Regions from separate parts of the Bos taurus genome. Here region 2 is linked to region 1. A link is a contact called in public Hi-C data. All regions are on one chromosome and are shown on one strand. The core of a region is the stretch at or near the end of the contact, and the rest is flanking DNA. Distances in the headings are between cores, read along the strand shown.

What was found. A called contact is a pair of places that touch in the nucleus more often than the background predicts.
Region 2: a Hi-C map of liver shows a contact between it and region 1, with 4 times the contacts expected there. The contact joins the enhancer-like site here to the promoter of PPP1R3B in region 1. A contact is called at or near these places in 2 of 11 Hi-C or Micro-C datasets (liver and skeletal muscle).

The regions. Positions count from the first base shown.
Region 1 is chr27:25,185,221-25,190,538 of ARS-UCD2.0, forward strand. PPP1R3B (protein phosphatase 1 regulatory subunit 3B) reads right to left here and starts at 4,055. Exons shown (of 2, transcript NM_001103247.1): 1 at 3,961-4,055.
Region 2 is chr27:25,249,115-25,254,366 of ARS-UCD2.0, forward strand. No RefSeq gene overlaps it. Among named protein-coding and RNA genes, the nearest start is that of PPP1R3B, 62 kb to the left of the region's middle. Within about 2 kb of position 3,782, at least 14 of the 102 cell types and tissues checked have an H3K27ac peak or open chromatin away from gene starts, as enhancers often do. A contact at or near this core is called in liver and skeletal muscle, where this site is marked.

The DNA of each region.
Region 1 (5,318 bases), core at 2,805-5,304:
GTGTGTGGTGGTATGTTGGGGTACCAACTCTCAGGCCTCCCCTCGTCTCCCCTCCATGGGGGTTGCTGTGCTGTGGATTGATGATGGTAGTTCAGGAGAAAGACTGGCAAAATGTTGCTCATCTTCTGACAAGAGTGGAGATCACTGGTCTCACATACAATACCAGACCCATAAATAATATCTGCTCTTCAGCTTGATTTTGATGATCAAATATATAAAGAAAAATGAGAAAGTATGAAGACATATTGGGTTTGATCCCATTTTCCAAAACAAACAAAAACAGCACTTCCTTGGGATGCAGGAATCACTTAGTAATGACCAAGTGGAGAAACCCACACGTTCAGAGACAAAACAATAAACACAAGTACCTGTATTAGTCTGAAATGGCCCAACCTTTCTAAATGTTTTTATCTTAATTTATAGCCAGAAAGTAGCCATCAAGATGCATTTTAAAGGATATCTGTGTTACTGTTTCTCCTCTAACACAGTGAAACAAGTGAAAATTTTAGGAGCAAATTGGCTATTATATTTGTTTACACCCATGCAATTGTTCTGGAAAGGCAAGTTCTGACTGAACTGGGCAAGACAGCTTTAAAAAAAAAAATGTCAGTGGGGGGTTCACTAAGGGGTTCAATGTAAAACAAACAAACACCAAAAAACCCTATGCCTAAAAAGTAATTCAATTTTTCTTTTCCTCTGTTCATTGCAAAACTCTGTTAGAATGCATTGGAATCATTCAGTTCTACTTTTAACACAGGTAGCTTTTGTTTTTTGAATGAATTGTTAATTAAAAATAACCAAACAGCAGGCAAAGCCACATATCCCAGCCCTTCCTCCTCTGCCCACCCCTGACAACCTGGGTATGAACTAAGGGAGGAAGGGTTCCTCCTCGGCCACAGCAGCTTCCTCCTGGCCTGAGTCAGCACAAGGTCAACTGCAGGCTCTCTACGTGCTTTCCCGCACCACCTTAAAACAGATCATTAGAAAATGATTGGGGAGCTCTCAAAATATTTTGGAAACAGAATTCTGACACAAGCAGATCAGCGAAAGCAATTGCACACTTGCTGCTGCTGCTGCTAAGTCGCTTCGGTCGTGTTCGACTCTGTGCGACCCCATAGACAGCAGCCCCCCAGGCTCCCCCGTCCCTGGGATTCTCCAGGCAAGAACACTGGAGTGGGTTGCCATTTCCTTCTTCAGTGCATGAAAGTGAAAAGTCAAAGTGAAGTCGCTCAGTCGTGTCTGACTCTTAGCGACCCCGTGGACTGTAGCCTACCAGGCTCCTCTGTCCATGGGATTTTCCAGGCAAGAGTACTGGAGTGGGGTGCCATTGCCTTCTCCTGCACACTTGCAGTCAACTGCAATTGCTCTCAAGTTCTAACCCCGCCAGTTGGAGAGGCTTAGTTGAAAGCCTTGGTAAAGTTTCAGTATTTGGACCCAGAGGTATAAATGTACCCCTGGGATCCCTTTTATCATCGAGCTTTAAGAACAGGGGGTTGGGGGGTTAAGGAGGTAAGGCTGGAGTCAGAGCCAGACTCCACTGGCACGGTGGACTGGAACTAAACAAACAATTCCACTGGCACTTTCCAGAGTGGAATTGGTTGTGTGACTTTCTCCACGAAAGGCAAAAGGAAGGTGAACCACCTGGGGGCCCAGGTGTTCCTCTTGGGCTCCGGCCCAGAATCCCTTCACTTTTTCAGTGTCGCCAGCGCTGGAGGGGAGGTCACTAACCCCTGTGGCCTCAACAGAGGGTGCAGTCTGACTCTTGGCTCCCTTGTCTGTCCTCACAGGTAGATTCCAGTTTTTATTCACCAGATCATTCTCCAAGAACTGGTGCACCAAAGTGCTGGTTTGGTGTAAGCCTTCCTGATCTTCTGCTCAGAAACTCCCTGATGGACCCTGACCACGATGACCAACACCCAGACACACTCCTGTCACTGGAGACACGCAAGGTAATCAGAGCTTCCTAAGTTCCTGAAAGGCAGGCACCTGGATAGGTGCTTTAATCCTTAAATGGCATGAAAATGATCAGTTCCAACACAGGATGCGTTGGGCTGTACTCATGCCCTCTCTTATGAGAGACTCTTTGGGAGCTCTGCCCTTTCCCTCGCCCAAGCCAGGTAATATGAGTCACCAAGGTTGGTCAGGGAAAAAAAAAACCAGAAGGAGATGTGGACACACAACTGAACCAGCAGAGATGACATCGGACCTGGATACCAGTTCTTTGCAGGACAAGGTCACGAGACTGTGAGTAGCTGTTACTCAGACCAGCAGGGATTCTCAAAACTTTTGCTTCCAAATAGATGCCTAGGAGATCAGTCTTGCCCCATGAGAGACTGGACGTGTCTAAGGGTACATTTCAGTGTTTCTGGTCAAAAAGAGGACAAACCCTAACACTCCATGCAAATCAGAAAGAACATGGAGAGTTTTGCATAAAAGTTTTCCCTGTTCCACTAGTAACAAACAACACACCCTCTCAAGACAGCTGGCAAGGGTTACGTGTAATGGTGATTCTTCTCTAAAATCTATCAACTTGTACAGAAAATAACCCTATAACCTTCACAGTTTCAAGCAGCTGAACTACTGACTCTCTGGCTGTGCCTTTTATAGAAGGCAAATCTTTTTCTTTTGTATTGAGGCCAACACATTGCCTCCCCCATTCTCTTGCACTCTGATAAGAAAAGACAGAAATATCAGACGCACCAATAACTCACCAGGAACACTGAAGCTACGTTGTGAAGCTAAGCGTTGACAACCAAGTTACCAGGTATAATTTTTGTTTTAAAGATGTGGCCACCTACGCCTTTGGCATTTCTCTATTTGCTCCCAAAAGGTTTGGCTGCCATAGTGTGAACAAAGTTGGCATCTTTCCCATGGTACTCTGACCATGGGGCTGTTATTCGCAGCCCTAGATGCCACTTGGACTCCTCTATTCTGTCACCGCCATCCAAAGCATCTCTGAGATAAATATCTGTGGATGAGGTTGCATGTTATAGGAAAGAGATAAGTTAAAATGGCACAGTGTTTGCATCTAGAAGTGTCCAATATGAAATACAGCACACTGGCCTAGGAATGCCTACACGTGGCTGTGGCTATGCTATGCTAAGTCACTTCAGTCACGTCTGACTCTGTGCGACCCCATAGACGGCAGCCCACCAGGCTCCCCCGTCCCTGGGATTCTCCAGGCAAGAACACTGGAGTGGGTTGCCATTTCCTTCTCCAATGCATGAAACTGAAAAGTCAAAGTGAAGTCGCTCAGTCGTGTCCGACTCTTAGCGACCCCATGGATTGCAGCCTACCAGGCTCCTCTGTCCATGGGATTTTCCAGGCAAGAGTACTGGAGTGGGGTGCCATTGTGGCACTCAGGGCAAATTACTCAAACTCTCTGGGCTTGAGCTTCTCCCCTGAGATCCCTTTGAGCTCTGACATTCTGGGTTGCTGATATTGCCTGATGGTTCTTCTTTTCCCACTAACTTTTCCCTAAATACCTCAACTTTACTTTTGGGGTAAATCCTCCAGCTGTCTTCACTTTAGTCTTGGCTCCTGGACAACCCTGCCAAATGAACCATTTCCTCTTCTCCTCTGCACCCCAGCCTGAAGGCCTTCCTCTGGCTTCTCCTGGGCCGTGGGTCTCCCAGGGAGGCCTGGCCACACACACCACAGGCCCCAACATCTTCTAGCAACTCTCCAAGTTCTCAATTTTCTCCTCTTCTGCAGCAAACAATACCAGGAGAGAGCCCAAACCTTCTAGTATGTTCTGGGCTCTCTGCTCCCTCTTTTGCACTGAGTCGCTTCCACACCTCTTTCTCTGGACTCAAAACGGACAGGAACAGGACACGGGGGCAGGCCGGGGCGTCCTGGCTTCAAAGATCCCACAGGTCACTGTCGCCTGGGTCCAGCCAGGCCCGGGCTGCGCCCCGCCCCCAACCCCTCCCAGAGATCCTTCGCCGGGCGGGAACCCACCTGTGGGGCCGCGGGGAAGCCCCCTTTCCAGCTGGCTCGCTGCATCGGAGAACCCGGAGGGAGGTGGCAGGGGAGGCTGCCGCCACCAGACTACGTGAGCCTCGGTGTGTGTCCGGGAGGCAGGGCTTGGGCTGGGTTCCCGGAGTTGTGACCGGCAGGGGGAGGAAGACGACGAGGAGGAGGAGCCCTAGTTATCACACCAGGGCGGGGCGGCGGGGCCACCCCGGACGGAGAGGCGCCGCGAGAGCGTCCCCGCGCGGCCACCTCGACCCCGCCGGCCCAGGACGGCCCGTCTGGGGGCCGGGGACCCGAGGTGGCTCGGCTCCGAGTGGCCCCAGCCGCCGGTGCGCTCCGTGTCCCGTAGCCCTCGGCGACCTGAGAGATCACCCAGTGTTTCCCTACGTTGTAACGGGCAATCGAGGCGGCGTGAGAGACGCAGCGACTTTCCCTTCTGCTCAAGATCCCAGGGCTCAGCTCTAGGAGTGTCGGTTCCCAGGCGGAAAAGCCTAGTGTCAGGTTCGAACTCGGCACAGTAGGGACCAAGAGTGGTCTGGACTCCCAGCCCCAGCCTCCCATCGTGGCCAGGACCCCCAATCGGTGCATCACGTGGGTCCGGCCAGGCTCCATCCAACCTCTGGTCCCTGCATTGCCCTCTCCACGAGGAAGCAACAGTTTCCTCAAGCCCTTCTAGAGTGTCCCATGCCCAGAGTGTAACTGCAAGCTGGCCTAAGAAAGTGTGTGAGGCAGGCACCAGAGGGGGTCCCTGATGCGTGCCCTCGTCGCCGTTTCTGTGGTCGGGCACCTGGCCTTGCGGGCTTGGTGGGGGACGTACCTGGTACAGCTCATAAGCCCCGAGGTGCGGAGGCGCCAGCCTGCGGCAGCATCCCAGCCAGGGTGGCGGGGGCAGCGGCGGCGACAGCAGGAGCGGGGGCCGGGGCTCAGGTGGGCGCCCTCCGCGGGCAGCCGCATCCGTCCGTGCGCTAGAGCAGCCCTCCCGCCTCCTCCCTGCGGCCCCTCACCTGGGACTCCAACTTCTAGCCGCCGCGCGGCTCCCTTTAACTTTCAGGCCACCTCTCCCCACTCGGGACGCCTTCCCAGACCCCCCTTTCCCGTGAACGCCCCCCGCAGCCAATGGGCGCGCCCGAGACGCGCGCCGTCCACCAATAACCGCGGAGCCGCGGTCCCACCCCCCCCACCCCCGCCCCCCCCCAGCACCGCCGCGCCACGTGATAGGCTGCGCGCCCAGAGCGATAGGGCCGGGTTCCAAGGGCTGGGAAGAGGGCGGTGGGTCACAATTTCATCCGAAGCCGGGGGAACGGGCGCCAGGGGGCAGAGGCACTTGCCTGCTGCACGGCTTC
Region 2 (5,252 bases), core at 2,532-5,031, 64 kb after region 1:
GGTCTAAGTCCCAGAGTCCATAAATCCAACAGCCAGGAGCTCTGATGTTTGAGGATAGGAGAGGATGAACACTCCTGTTTAAGAAGACAGCATTCTCCCTCCCTCCACCTTTTTGTTTTATGAGGGCCCTCAAGGGATTGAAGTCTACTGTTTCAAATGATTCTTTTCCAGGAACATCCTCACAGACACACCCAGAAATAATGTTTTACCAGCTATCTGGGCATCCCTTAGACTAGTCAAGTTGATACATAAAATTAACCATCACATGGTTCATTTCCTTGGCATTCCAGGGATTAAGACTCCATGCACCCAAAGCAGGAAAATCCTTGACTGGAAACCTCTGTAAACATCCATAAATGACAGGGTTTGGAGAGGTACCAAGTTGGTGAGCACATCCTTGTGCTGGGAGGCTGGGGCACCCCAACTCCTCAGAGATGCAGGCTTCTACGCTCAGGACCATTTTTAGACCTCACCCTATGTACCTCTTCCTCTGGCTGGTCTTTCATGTCCTTTATAATAAGTTGTTTTAGTAATAGCATTTTCCCGAGTCCTGTGAGTCCTAATTCTAGGAAATTATGGAACGTGGGGTGAGGGATGTAGATGTGAAAACTTCTGAATTTTTAGCCAAGTCAGACAGAAGTTTGGATCTGATATTGGCATCTGATGTTGGAGCAGTCTTGTGGGAGCTGAGATCCTTTAACTTGTGGGATCAGAAACTAACTCCTGGTAGTTAGTCCAGAATTGGATTGATTGTTGGACACTAGTTGGTATCCAGAGAATCAGAGAATATGATAAATCTACTCCATCTTTTACAGGAAAATCCTTCAACTATTTTTTAGCCTTCTCATATCAAAAATCTTTTGTTCTTCAAACTCTCACACTGATGAACTGCTCATCACCCATATCAATCTTCTCCATTACTTATCAGAAGTTCTGGTTTGTAAAAAGTCTATCTTAAAATGCAATACTTAAAATCCAGCACACTTCTCTAGATGTGGCCAAAAGAGAACATTATAGGTATTCTGTGCTTAGTCACTCAGTCGTGTCTGATTCTTTGTAATCCCATGGACCATAGTCCACCAGGCTCCTCTGTCCATAGAATTCTCCAGGCAACAATACTGGAGTGGGTTGCCATTTTCTCCTCCAGGAGATCTTCCCAACCCAGAAATTGAACTCGTGTCTCCTGTATTACAGGTGGATTCTTTACCCTAGGCTCAGGTTAATAATTTTATTTCTGTTCTAATGGACATGCCCTAAATATGTGTCTGTTACATGGAGTGGGGCTGGAAGGTTGACCAGCAACAATGGTGATCCTCTTTATTAGCCTGATCAGTTCAGGTCTTGCACAATCACAAACACCCTATCTGGCAAACACAGTCCTATAGATAACTGCACCTACCTCCTTGAAAGCTAGTTAGTGACCCTCAATTATAACTCAAACATGTCTTAGAGACCTCAGTCCTCATGCCAGTGAACTTATCAGAAAGTATGAAGTTCAGCCAAGAAATCTGGTAAATGACATTTTCTCCATCTTCTTACACATCCTGTATGTTAAGCATTTTATAGTCTGGAGCCCTGAATAAAATCATAACTGACACACTCTTTAATTCAGCACTAGTTCTGACTGATTATTTCCTGTATGTGGGGTTACTATATTGATTGTGTGGATTTAAAAAAAAAATCCTATCACAATGTAGCTCTTAGGAGATTGTGACCAAGTTAAACACAGATTTTTCTTTTCAGATGAACTGCCAAGCCAGTCTCCTCCTACTATATTTATATGCCTGACTTCTATGAGCCTGAATATAGAATTTTACACTTAGTCTAGTTGACATTCACTTTGCAAGAATCAATGAACCATTTTAATTTGTCAAAAACATTTTGAATTTTATTCAAATATGTCACTCTAGGATATTTTAGGCAATTAGATTTCCTCATTAACAAAAACTTGGAGGTAGAAATTTGATCACTACATTAGGAAAATTTCTTTCCTTACATTCTAGAGCTGTGCCATCTAAACAGTAGTCACTAGCCTCATAAGACTTTTGAACAACTTAAAATGTAGCTAGTACAAATTGGGAAGTGCTCTAAGTACAAAATAGACACCAGATTTCAAAGGCTGACTACAAAAAATGTAAAATATCTCATTAACAATTTTAAAAATATCAATTACACGTTGAAATGATATTTGGGGTACATTGGATTAAATAAAATAGATTATGAAGAATATGCGGGCTGTATTGTTAAAGTGTGGCTAGTTGAAAATTTAAAATTACACTTGTGGCTCACATGATATTTGCATCGGAGAGTGTAGCTCTAGAGGCTGAAGTGACTTCTGTCCATAGTTGCCCTCTTCTGGAACTGGATGATTAGAACACATTTGGATTGGGTAGGAGGCAGTGGAAATTTTGATGCCAGGCCCAGTATGTTGGTATGTGAATGGAAGTGAGAGTAGGAAGCTGCAGTGGGCACCCAGAGAGCAGCAGCTGTGTGTGTTCTGTGCATGTAGGAGGCTTGAAAAGGAGCAATCGATGAGAGACAGTGTCTAGCCCAGCAGGGAGAGGACACCCAGACTAAACAGCCACTTTCTACAGTTCCCATGCAATACGATATCCCTGCAGATGTTTGGGTAGAATGAGAGTTTATCCACATGGCTAACCCCACAACTTTCCCCCCTAGTCCACCCAGTCAGGGACACCTAGGCTGCTCAGTCTGTCCTGGTACCATCTTAACTAAGCCAGCAGAGGAAGAAAGAAAGAAGTGGAGATTCATGCCCTGTTTTATTCCCTCCTTGATACCCTGGCAGAGGAGAGCAGACATTCACCATCTGTGAACTCAGTGTGTGGTGAGCATGTTATCTCTTGTACAAATACAGAATGCAAAGTCCAGCTAATGTAGCTAACGCCAGCACCCACACCTCTGTGCTGAAGGTGACCAGGTAGGCGCTCACGCTGGAAGCTCCACACACTTCCATCACCTGTCAGCTCCATGCAGACAGAAGGGGCTGGTCCCATCTAAGATGGCAGACGTCTCACAGTGGCAGCCTGAAGGCTGAACATAGCCCTCAAATGTATTTTGTCTGGTTTTTACAGTGTTTTAAAAAGTGGAGCCAACCTTGGTAAATCAGAACATCTCCCATTAAACTGTAGAGTTTGAGCTTCCCTGGAAAACTCCTAAAATAACACTGGGTCAGTGTTCCCATGGGGTACCAAAAGGCTGGAATGGAGTCACAGTATCCCTGTTTTCCCAGGACAGTGGTCACCCCTGCCAGGGTGCCTGGGAAGGTGCATAGACCCCATTAAATCCACAACACATTGGAGTTTTCTAGCTGGTCAATGGAGTCCTCTGTGTTCACTACCTCTATTGGAAAAGCCAGAAAGAGTATGCCTGCCATCAAGAACGTGGCATGATGTAGGTTTTACGCTGACGGTTTTATTGCCAGGGAAGTACAGGAGTTAGGTGAAGGTAGAGGTTCTAGAAGGGAGAGATTAGGCTCCTTGACTCTGCTCCTAACTGGCTGTTTCCAGAAGAGCTAAGAACAAGGAAGCCTAATTAGCCACTAGCCAAAAGCCATGCAGCTGTTTCAGCTTCCTTATAATAGCGGACTTACCATTTAGGAGGATTGATTTTTCCCTTCTAATAAAAGCAAAAGGCAGTGTAGCAATCCCATAGGGCCTGTGTGGGTGGAACAGATTGCACAATGGTTTGCTGGCCTCCTGGGCTGGATGGAGGAACACCTCGATCTCGGAGGGATAAAGGGCAGGCTGATCACGCCCGAGTGTGCTCACTCATTCTGAGGTCCAAAGAGCAGATCGGTCTCACGCCCATGTGCAGAGGCCTGCGACAGAGGATGGAGAAAAGGGCTTCTTTGTTTAAAACAGTCATCACTTCTGATATTCCATATACTAGGCTTTTATTTTTAAAGCAGCAGATTTTTCAAAAATAACAGAAAAGGGATGGTAACCCCAAACACAAAACAGCTTTTTTTTTTTTTTTTTAAAGCAAATTGGATAAAAAGACGTTGCTTAAGGGAGACCTAAATTTCCTTCACATTCCTGAGGTAGAATCTAGATAGCTTTTATAAATTTGAGTCTACTCTGGTTGCTGACTTTGGCCTCATTTCCTTTTACAGAAAGAAAAGACTTTTGAAAGGCCCTCAGCCCATGGTGTATTTTCTCTCCTTAGCGATGTCTAATTCAGGAGGCCAATTTTAGCCACGCTGGGCAGGTTCCTGCAGGAGGGTCAAGTCTCACATGTTCTGTAATGACCAGTTTATACTGAGGACCAAACTGGACCCTTTTAAATGACCATGCCCTTGGCCATGATCTAGTTTCCCACTGACAGGGATCATAGTGTGAGCTGGTCATTAAGTCATATGTTTGTTGGCCTATTTGTTTGGAGTAGGGATGGGGCTGAAAGAAAGACCTGTTAGAAGCTGAGAGATTGACTGAAATTTGACTTGAATTTTATTATAAATGTGTTCAGTGATTTTCTCCTGAATCCCAGATCTGATCCATGAAATCTATTAAAACAAACCAGTGAAAAACAAACAAAAACAGCTAGGCCATTTTATCCTCGTTTTCCATTTTTGAAGTTTCTCCTCTCCATTTTTCCTTGCCCTGAGTCCAGTCTACCAGGACAGCTCTGAATTCACATCTCTTATTGCCGCCTTTAGTTCTAGAAGGATCGAATCTTTCCTTTAGGACTCTACAGGGACATTTATAAACCATCACCCTATGACAGCCTTTTCATTGCTGCAAGTTTCATGGTGTTGCTTACCTTTGAACTTGTATATGCACTGTCTGTTCAACTCAACTCCAAGCTCCTGGGAAGTCGTGGTATATCTCATACCTCTTCATGGTGCCTGGTGCTCTGGACAGTGCTGTGCACACGAAAGTGTCTCAGAAACGACTTATTGAAGGAATGGCACCGTGATTGGTTTAGAGCATAGACTTCACACAAAATGGTGATTATCTTTGCTCCTGTTGAAAGTAAAGTCAGGAGACTGGAAGATTCATTCAAACAGAAACTCAGAATATCACGTGTCTGGTGCAGTATTCTAAACCCTCAACCCTGGTACATGGTCTCCCCCCATGATAGCACCATGGCTTACATTTGGCTTTTTTTTGGTTTTATGCTCCCTTATCAGTACACCCATTACCACATACACACACACACACACACACACACACACACACACATACACACACTATGTACGTGTACCTCTCTGCTTTGCTTCTATATTCTTCATC